3 separate regions of the Mus musculus genome follow, and regions 1 and 2 are each linked to region 3. The links are chromatin contacts, called in public promoter capture Hi-C maps. All regions are on one chromosome and are shown on one strand. Each heading gives the region's core, a stretch centred on a gene start, on an enhancer-like site or on the middle of the called end of the contact. The rest is flanking DNA. Distances are from core to core; before and after follow the strand shown.

Region 1 (2,727 bases), core at 118-2,617, 2.0 Mb after region 3:
TTCAAAATTCGTGTTACTATTTTTGAAATAATAGTTCATCTCCAGCTGTAAACTAAAAATGGTTTTTCATTTTACTTCCAAAGCGTCTGAGTCACTTAACACTCTTCTAAACTTCGCTACAGATTCGTCCAGTGGCCGTCAACGTAAAAAGCCTGGAAGCTAGAGAGCAGATCACTCTACAGTCTTAAGACAATGGTATAAACCTTGGAGTGGGCTATTTGTTCCGGTCATTAAACACACAGGAAATAAGCTTTTCTGGTTAGAAAACTAATTTACAAAGGGCAATACGACTTCACAAGAGTACAGAAAATCTTATTAAGATAGATAACGACCAACTCATCCAAGCAAGTATTAGAAAGAACGGGAAGGCGAACTAGAAAACGAAATGCCATAAACTACCTGGTATCTGTTCCTTAAACCTGTCCTCGGGACTCGGTCCCAGACAACATCAGTTTCTGAATTTACTCGGCCCTCGGTGGAGCCTCAGCTTGGGTGTCGAGCAGAACGAGGATTCTACCAAAAGCGGAGCACCGCGAACAGCAGCAGGGCGCTTTCAACCTGACACCACTTTCTCCCCGGACACTCTCCCGGGAGGGTCAATAGAAAGCATCCGAAAGGAACCAGAAGCCGAGCAGGGCAGCCCTCTTCCAAGTCCCGAACCCAGAGTTCAGGCGCCTCTCGGGTCCCACCCGCCTGACCTTGGCCAGGGCACTCCCAACCCTGCCACTCTCTCGGTCCGCACACGCGGGGAAGCCGGGCTGTGCGGGAGCGAGCGGCGCGGATGGGGCGGACACGGCCCTGGAGGCGCGCCGCTCCGACAGGCGTCGCCACCGGGATCCCCGACAGGGGCCGAGCCACGGCGACGGCAGCGAGGACACCAGGGGCTGTGGGCCTTGGCGGGGACCCGCAGGGCTGGCGTCGGGCGCAGAGGAACCCGCGCACAGGTGAGTCCGGCCTCGCCCAGGTGCGCGCGCCCGCGGACGCGCGAGGAGGCGCGGCCCCGCGCCCCCCTCAGCAGCCGGTGGCCGCCTCAGCCTTGCCTTCCTCGCCCCGCTTTCCCCTTCCACACACGCACACCCGAGCTGCACACCTCATGCCCCACTTTACCGCGGCCTCCGCCCGGAGCACCCGCGCCACCGCGGTCCCGGCTCCTTCAGGCACCCAGCTGCCGGGAGCGGCGCCCACGACGGCCCGCCCGCGCACTGCGCACGCGTGCACGCGCTGCCTCTACCAGACCAGACAGCGACTGAGATTCCGGAGCGGGCACTCCCTACCGCGAACACTACAAGTCCCGACAGGCTCCGCGCACGCCCGGCGGCGTGGCGGGCAAAGGAATCGGGCGTCTTCCTAGTTCCAGGGTGGTGGCTCGCGGCCGCGCGCGGGGCGCTGGGTTCCCCATGCCGCGCTGCATCCTGGGGCTTGCAGTTTTTGAGGACCACGAGGCTCGGCTTAGGACGTGGAACTAGAGGTTCTCTGATGTCATCACCTAGAGCTGCGAGGCACAGGGATCTTTAAAAATAGGTTTGGTTCCTTTGCAGATAATTTGCAAGCTGTCCCATAGTGGGTACAAGAAACATAAAATTCACTGGTTGTGCACCAGTTTTTTGCTCCTAACCATTTCTTTCTCAAAATGCAATTTCACCTCATCCTTAAAATAGTGGTATTAATGCAAGAGGCCAAGGAAATTTAAAAGGATTGCTCAAAACTCTTTCAAGGAGATATTTTAAAATATTCAGCCTATTTGTTGAGCAACCTCAGTGTATGAAGTCCCTGCCCTCGTGGAGCCTGTGTTTCATAAGGGGAGCTAGCCCTTTACAAAATACAATCCTTATACATTTTAATAAGTGGAAGAAAAGAATGAGCTTCAGAGATAGAGATAGGGAGGCAGGCTTCAGAGAGGATGTCCTGTCCAGCAGCATTCTCTAAGGAAGAGATATTTCAGCTGAAACCTGAAGAAGGTGAGATATTTAAACATGCAAAAGAACTGGGAGAGAATTACATACCCCACTTTTCCCAGTGAGTGACACACACTGAGGCTCTCAATAAACGTTTGGGGGTTTGTATCCTGCACAGCTGGGGATCATGCCCTCTCACTTGAGAGTGTTTTATCAACCTTTCTCATGACAAGGTTCCTCTGTCGTGTACGTGGGACAACTAGGCTATGCTAGATGAGAGACTGGAGGGGTAGAACTGGCAAACTGCCCGTGCTGACTCTCCACCTCAAATCTCCAACATCGAAGACGATCAGCACCTTACCTTCTTAGAAATCTCAGCTACACAGCCTTGCTGAGGGCCATCTGGCTCTTCTTCAGGTGGGAGCAAGAAGACTCCTTTCCTTATCTACAGACTGGTTGAAAGAGTCCATAGAGTTGCCAGCGCAGCCCTTTCATTTGGCCCATGCACTGGGCTTTTGCTGATTTAACTGAATGTATAGATGAAGTTTTAAAAAAAGTTTTCACATAAAAATCCAAATGTCACCTGATTTTCTCAGGTTTTTTGAGCTAACTTTCCTTGGCTTGAAGATCTGAAAGAAATTCCTGGCTTTTCAGCCCTTGGAGCCCTAGGAGATTCCATTGGGAGTGATTAGAATGTACATAACGAATTGGCTGTTTGCAAATCTGTAACAGAGAAAAGCAATTAAGTTAGGATGGGCTTATTCTGGCTCACAGGTTGAGGGTCTGCATGGTTCATCCTGGTAGGGTAGGTACGGTAACAGAAGAATGAGGG
Region 2 (2,700 bases), core at 187-2,686, 1.4 Mb after region 3:
CACAAGAACCCATTTCTAATCCTTTGTGACAATACACTAACACAACTTTATTAATTTCCTAAACACCCCAAGCTTGTAAAACAATAAAATAACGTTAATTATCTACAATGTGAGGCAAAGAGGTGCAGACTTGCTTCACCGTTTACAAGCTACTTCCTCTCATCAGTAGCTTGTAAAACCGGGAATAAATACTGCAGGATTTTGATTGCTCGCCAGAATAATGGGTGAGACTTGAGACTTAACATCTGCCCGAGGAAATTTTAAGATTACTATTTAGCTGGAGGGTTTCCAGCTAACTACAACCACAGCAAAGGCACCCAACTGTCCTTTCACTTCAAAGTTAGCTAAATGGGCTCGTCAATCGCCTAAGTAGAGAAACATCCTCCAGGAAAGCTGTCTCTTTCAGGCACCTGAAGAAATAGCACCAAGTCCAGCTAACGTAGGTTTGCTCATGGTTCAACCCATTGCCCCCTCTGACTGGTCAGAGTGTCTTCTGTTATTCTGACAGATGCTGTCATCTGCACTGTACTGTGTGTCCTAATTCCAAGCTCAGGAAATCCGAGAGAGCAAAGGGAGGCCAGAAACATCCTGGTGAGACAAGAGGCTGGCCTCAGACCAAGTTTGAGGAAGAGGACTAGAATGGGCTTTTGGGCTCCTCAGAATCTAAGGGAGCTGGTCAGATCCCCGCAGTGAGATAAAGCCTAAGAAATTCCTTCCCTGAATGGTTAAGACCCAGAAATATGAGAGGTCCCTTCCAGCTGGGCTGCTGAAGGGAAGAGAGTGTCAATAGGCTCGACAAGCAGGCCTAGATTTTAGTCATTAAAAATCATCATTATCGGTTGGGTGATGGTGGCGCACGCCTTTAATCCCAGCACTCGGGAGGCAGAGGCAGGCAGATTTCTGAGTTCGAGGCCAGCCTGCTCTACAGAGTGAGTTCCAGGACACCCAGGGCTATACAGAGAAACCCTGTCTCGAAAAAAAAAAAAAACAAAACAAAAACAAAAACAAAAAAAACCCCAAAAAACAAAACAAAAAAATCATCATCATCATCCGGGGAAATGTGGCATGAGCTGGGACGGATCCTGAAGGAAAACCAGACGGAGGTGAAGGGTCTGTGGAGACCCAGCCCCAGGCTCAGCCCCCTCCACCAGCCTCCCAGACCCCCAGCCCATTAGGAAAAGATGACGTCGCCAGGAATCAGTGTGGCCACAGGCCTCCTGAGACGGTCGCTTCGACCGACCCCACTCACCAGCCCGCCCATACGCCACAGCTGGAGCGCAGAGACCGCCATCCTCGCTTCGGGCAGGGTGGCCCTGTTAAGCTCGCAAGGCTTTCCACGAACCCTTGCGCAAGACTCCCTCGGCCTGGCAAGCTCGGGCCCTGCCCACTCCGAGCATCCGCCCCTCACACACCCCTTTGAGTCCCCGCCCACTGCCGCCTACGGAACCCCAGGAGAGACATAATTCTCTCCTTGCTCCCTGCAGCACGCTCACGCGAGACTTGGGCAAGGCGTGGGGCGGGCGGGAAGGGAGCGGAGACACAACAAATATGGCGGCTACAGCTGCGACGCTGACGAACGCTGAGGCGGTGGCGGTGGCGGCGACGGCAGTGAAAAGGGCTGTGGGGATTCCTCGGTGCGGTTGTCAGGAGGTGAGTCACGGGGGGCGGTCAGCTTCCACGGCGGCGCTACGGTTACTCAGGGCACGTTGACGGAATGGCGGAAGGTAAAGTGCCGGGTTCATTGCTAGCCGGCTAACACCGCTTTCGCCTTGGCCACAGCGGAGGGTCCTGCGTGCCCCGTGGGCTGCCAGCGTGGTGACTCGGGACTCTCTTGGGCTCGTAAGTGACTGGGTGCGCCGCCCGGAGGCTCGCGAGCGAGTCGGCGCCGTCGGGCCGCAGCTCGGAGCTCAGGGTGGGGAGCTGTCTCCGGCTTTGACAGGTGGCGATCGCAGGGAGCATCCCTGTGTAGTGCATTCTCGGGGTGCCAAAGTCGACCCCAGCAACCCCGGTGTATCCTGGATAGGGTGTTAACCCCGGGCTGCTGTTGGGAAGGAGTTTTCTTTCTCTCATGACCTGGCGTCTACTGCCTGTACTTTCCAATGTTGGGAACAGGTGAGGCTGGGGAGGATCTTCCGACTCATTCAAGATTTCTGTCCCCGATCGATTCATCATCGATCGACTGTCGGGAATGTTCTTGGATGCTCAATGTGGCTCCTCCTCAGCTAAGCGTCCAAGTGCTGTCTGTCTAACTGTAGATCCTAAGTATAGTCAGTGGTAGCTGCCAGTAACCACATGGCCTCTTTAATGACTCCTTTGTGTGCTGGTCAGAACCGGACAGAGGAGTGAGAACGGACATGAAGACTTCTGAAGTTGTGAGGTCCAGGGAAATTACACTTAGAAGACACAGCATGAAAACAGCTGCTTAAAACATCTGGACTACTTGTAAGACTTTGTCTTGAGTTTATGTTGTCTTCAGCACAGCTGAGGATGAACGTTTTCTTGGAAGTTCCTTGCGGGGGAACTGGGATGTTTGAAGTTCTTTTCCTGTAAGGGTCCCGTGTTTCCCAGGAAACCGTAACTGTTGTACTGTGGGACACTGAAGATGGGCTTCAGATATGCCGTGGTTGAGTCCTGGTGGTTGTTACATATATTTCCCTGGCGATAGAGCTAATGTACTTTTATGTGCAACTGGACTTATTC
Region 3 (2,700 bases), core at 125-2,624:
AATAACAAGTGAAGAAACGGAACTATGGCAGTTTCTAGAAATACTGTCCAAGTTTCTTATCTTTATAATAATCTTGTCTTATACACAAACTATGACATTCCTAGGTACTCTCTAAAACAGAATAAATAAGCACCCTGAACTCGTAACTGCAGTCCATGGACGCTAGGAACTTTACAACCACTTACAGTATTAAGAGCTAGCTGCAATACTGAAGGCTAGTAGGTCAGAGCTGGCTTTAGGAAAAAAAGCAGAACAATGCTGAATATATTCCTATCAGTAATCTCTGCCATCAACACTGCAGAGATGAAAAGAACAGTAAATTCATTCCACTCAGTATACTCATGGAATCGCCTCTCAGAATCAGTCTTTATTAATGGAATCGAAGATCAGTGACATCAAACCAAATCCAGTTTCCCTTCTAACTACTGTTTTTATAATGACAACCACAAAAAGCCCCATCTCTTATTCAATGAATTTAAATCGTTCACCAATAACAACAACACACACACAAACCGCTAATTGGTGGGAGAGTAATGTCCTGTAAAAGCACCTATTTCACAAATAATTTCCAGAGGTCAACGGCATTGAAAGGCAATTCGTAAAATAAAGACACCGAAGAGTCCTATGGACTCCATGGCCTGTACATTTCTGATCGCTCATAAGTGGGCCTGTCACTTCCCTCTTAAGACAAGTTCCGGGGATTAGAACACTCGCTGAGGAACTAAACAGGCAACTTTGAGGAAGTGCAAACAAGACTCTGCACCTAACGAGCCTATTCACATTCTCCATTTTCCACTGGGGTGAAAAAAAAAAAAATCCAAACAGCCACATCTGATAAGTATGAACGGTGACAGACACGACGACCCGTGTGGCCGGGGGTCAGAACTTGGATCCTCTCCTAGATTACAACCCAGACCTTTGAACTCCATCCCGACCCAAGGCACTCAAGTCTGGAAGCGCGATTCTCAGCGAGGGGTAGGCACCCAGTTTTGGCTAGGCGACTCCTGACACTGGCGGGGCCGGGCGCTTTAGGTCCTTTGGACTGAGAACAGCTGTGCCAGGACCCGCCCGAGGCCGAGAGCGCCAGAGAAGGGCCCGCGGGGTGCAGGAGCTGGAAGGGGGCGGGAGCCGCCTGGGTCACCAGCTCATCGGTTTGTCCCGGGGATTGAAGGCCGAGCCTCCAGCGGTCGTCGCTTGGCCGCAGGCGCCGGCCTGAGGAGGAAGCCGAAGGCCCCAGCGGCCACGGCAGGGGGCCCGGCACCTACGTGGTCGGCGTTGCTGTTGGCGCTGTGGAAACACACAGCGCTGAAGGTGTAGCCCGAAATGGAAGCCGCCATGATGGAAATCTCCACCTCCCCCATCATGCCCCGCGGAGGGTGCACAGCCTTCCGGACGCCCCGCCGCTGAGCATCCTGGGAAATGAAGTCCTCCAAGCTACTCGAAGCTAGGACAGGGAAGTAAAGGATTCCAGATCAAAGAGAACCAGCACCTTCAGTTTTGTGTGTTCCTCAGACACCGGCCTGTCTGTACAGCCTTGTTATAATCCAGTTTGTCCCTTCTGCAAATGAAGTTGAAGGATGGAAGGCCGGAGATGATTCCAGCAATTGAACAGGTTGAGATTTGACTTGGGAACAGCATGATGTAATTTCAACTTGAACAGACCACTTTGCCTGCCTGGTTGAGACTAATGCGTAGGAGAAATGGAAGGGAAGGAGATTTACAATAATCCCCACCTGGTGCAGTGACAGGGGAATTATGGTCAGAAGTAGTGGAGCTGGTAAAACGATTGGATTCTGGACTCAAAAACAATTCAAATATAAGTCGTGTAAGGGCAGAAGGGTTGCATGTCGGAGGCCAGCCAATGAATGCTACATAGACTTGTTTCAACAAACAACAAAAACAAAAACCTTCAAGTTTGACAAAAATCATAGAAGACAAAAACAAATAAGTAGCAATGAATAAACTATCAAATTTAGAAAGAAAAAAAAAAAGGGAACTATTTCTTCTGCAGCTTGCTAAGACTTCAGTATTCCTAGCTGGGCTCCTGATTTCCCTACAGAGCTACTTCTCACTTCTTTTCCAAGTTCAGCAAATAAAACTGTTTATGACAATTACTCAAATCAAAACCTTTGCAGCTGGGGCTGGAGAGATGGCTCAGAGGTTAAGAGCACTGACTGCTCTTCTGAAGGTCCTGAGTTCAAATCCCCGAAACCACATGGTGGCTCACAACCATCCATAACGAGACCTAGCGCCCTCTTCTGGAGTGTCTGAAGACAGCTACAGTGTACTTGCATATAATAAATAAATAAATCTTAAAAAAAAAAAAAAAACCTTTGCAGCTAGCCTTAACAACTTCTTTTCTCTTGTTCCCTACATCAGATCAGCTAAAACGATCTTCAAAAAAATACTGAGTCCTACGATTCACTACCAGCACATCTGCCACCCTGACCCAAAACACCATTTTCTCTCTCCTGGTTATGACAACTTCTCAGAGTCCCAGTTGGTGGCAATTTTGCCCTTAAGGGATGCTTGACATTGCTAGGAGATATTTTCCAATGCCAACCCCAGGGGAAGGAGGTAAACTCAGGAAAGGCCTCATAACAGAATTAACCAGTCCAAAATGTCGAGGTAATGAAGTGAGGCTGTTGACCTGCAAATATATCCTCAACACAGTCAGTGAAATGATCATGGTAATGTTTA

The links. Promoter capture Hi-C pulls out the DNA fragments that hold promoters and counts their contacts. Capture Hi-C pulls out chosen DNA fragments and counts their contacts.
Region 1: a contact with region 3 is called in a promoter capture Hi-C map of pre-B cells, with 3 times the contacts expected there. The contact joins the promoter of Plekha1 here to the promoter of Abraxas2 in region 3. A contact is called at or near these places in 2 of 39 promoter capture datasets (liver and pre-B cells), 1 of 484 Hi-C or Micro-C datasets (B cells) and 2 of 115 datasets of contacts at active chromatin or transcription factors (large pre-B cells and pancreatic cancer cells).
Region 2: a promoter capture Hi-C map of liver shows a contact between it and region 3, with 2.9 times the contacts expected there. The contact joins the promoter of Acadsb here to the promoter of Abraxas2 in region 3. A contact is called at or near these places in 3 of 39 promoter capture datasets (hippocampal neurons, liver and pre-B cells), 2 of 484 Hi-C or Micro-C datasets (B cells and CD4 T cells), 2 of 115 datasets of contacts at active chromatin or transcription factors (astrocytes and embryonic stem cells) and 2 of 9 other capture datasets (liver and pancreatic islet).

What each region holds. Positions count from the first base shown.
Region 1 is chr7:130,864,364-130,867,090 of GRCm38.p6, reverse strand. It overlaps Plekha1 (pleckstrin homology domain containing, family A (phosphoinositide binding specific) member 1), which reads right to left and starts at 1,367. Exons shown (of 13, transcript NM_001346515.1): 1 at 1,108-1,367. It overlaps Gm5602 (a long non-coding RNA gene), which reads left to right. Exons shown (of 4, transcript XR_869992.3): 2 at 378-944.
Region 2 is chr7:131,409,337-131,412,036 of GRCm38.p6, reverse strand. Acadsb (acyl-Coenzyme A dehydrogenase, short/branched chain) reads right to left here and starts at 1,436. Exons shown (of 11, transcript NM_025826.4): 1 at 1,250-1,436. The coding sequence starts at 1,291. Ikzf5 (IKAROS family zinc finger 5) reads left to right here and starts at 1,559. Exons shown (of 4, transcript NM_175115.4): 1 at 1,559-1,650.
Region 3 is chr7:132,857,899-132,860,598 of GRCm38.p6, reverse strand. It overlaps Abraxas2 (BRISC complex subunit), which reads right to left and starts at 1,374. Exons shown (of 9, transcript NM_198017.3): 1 at 1,266-1,374. The coding sequence starts at 1,364.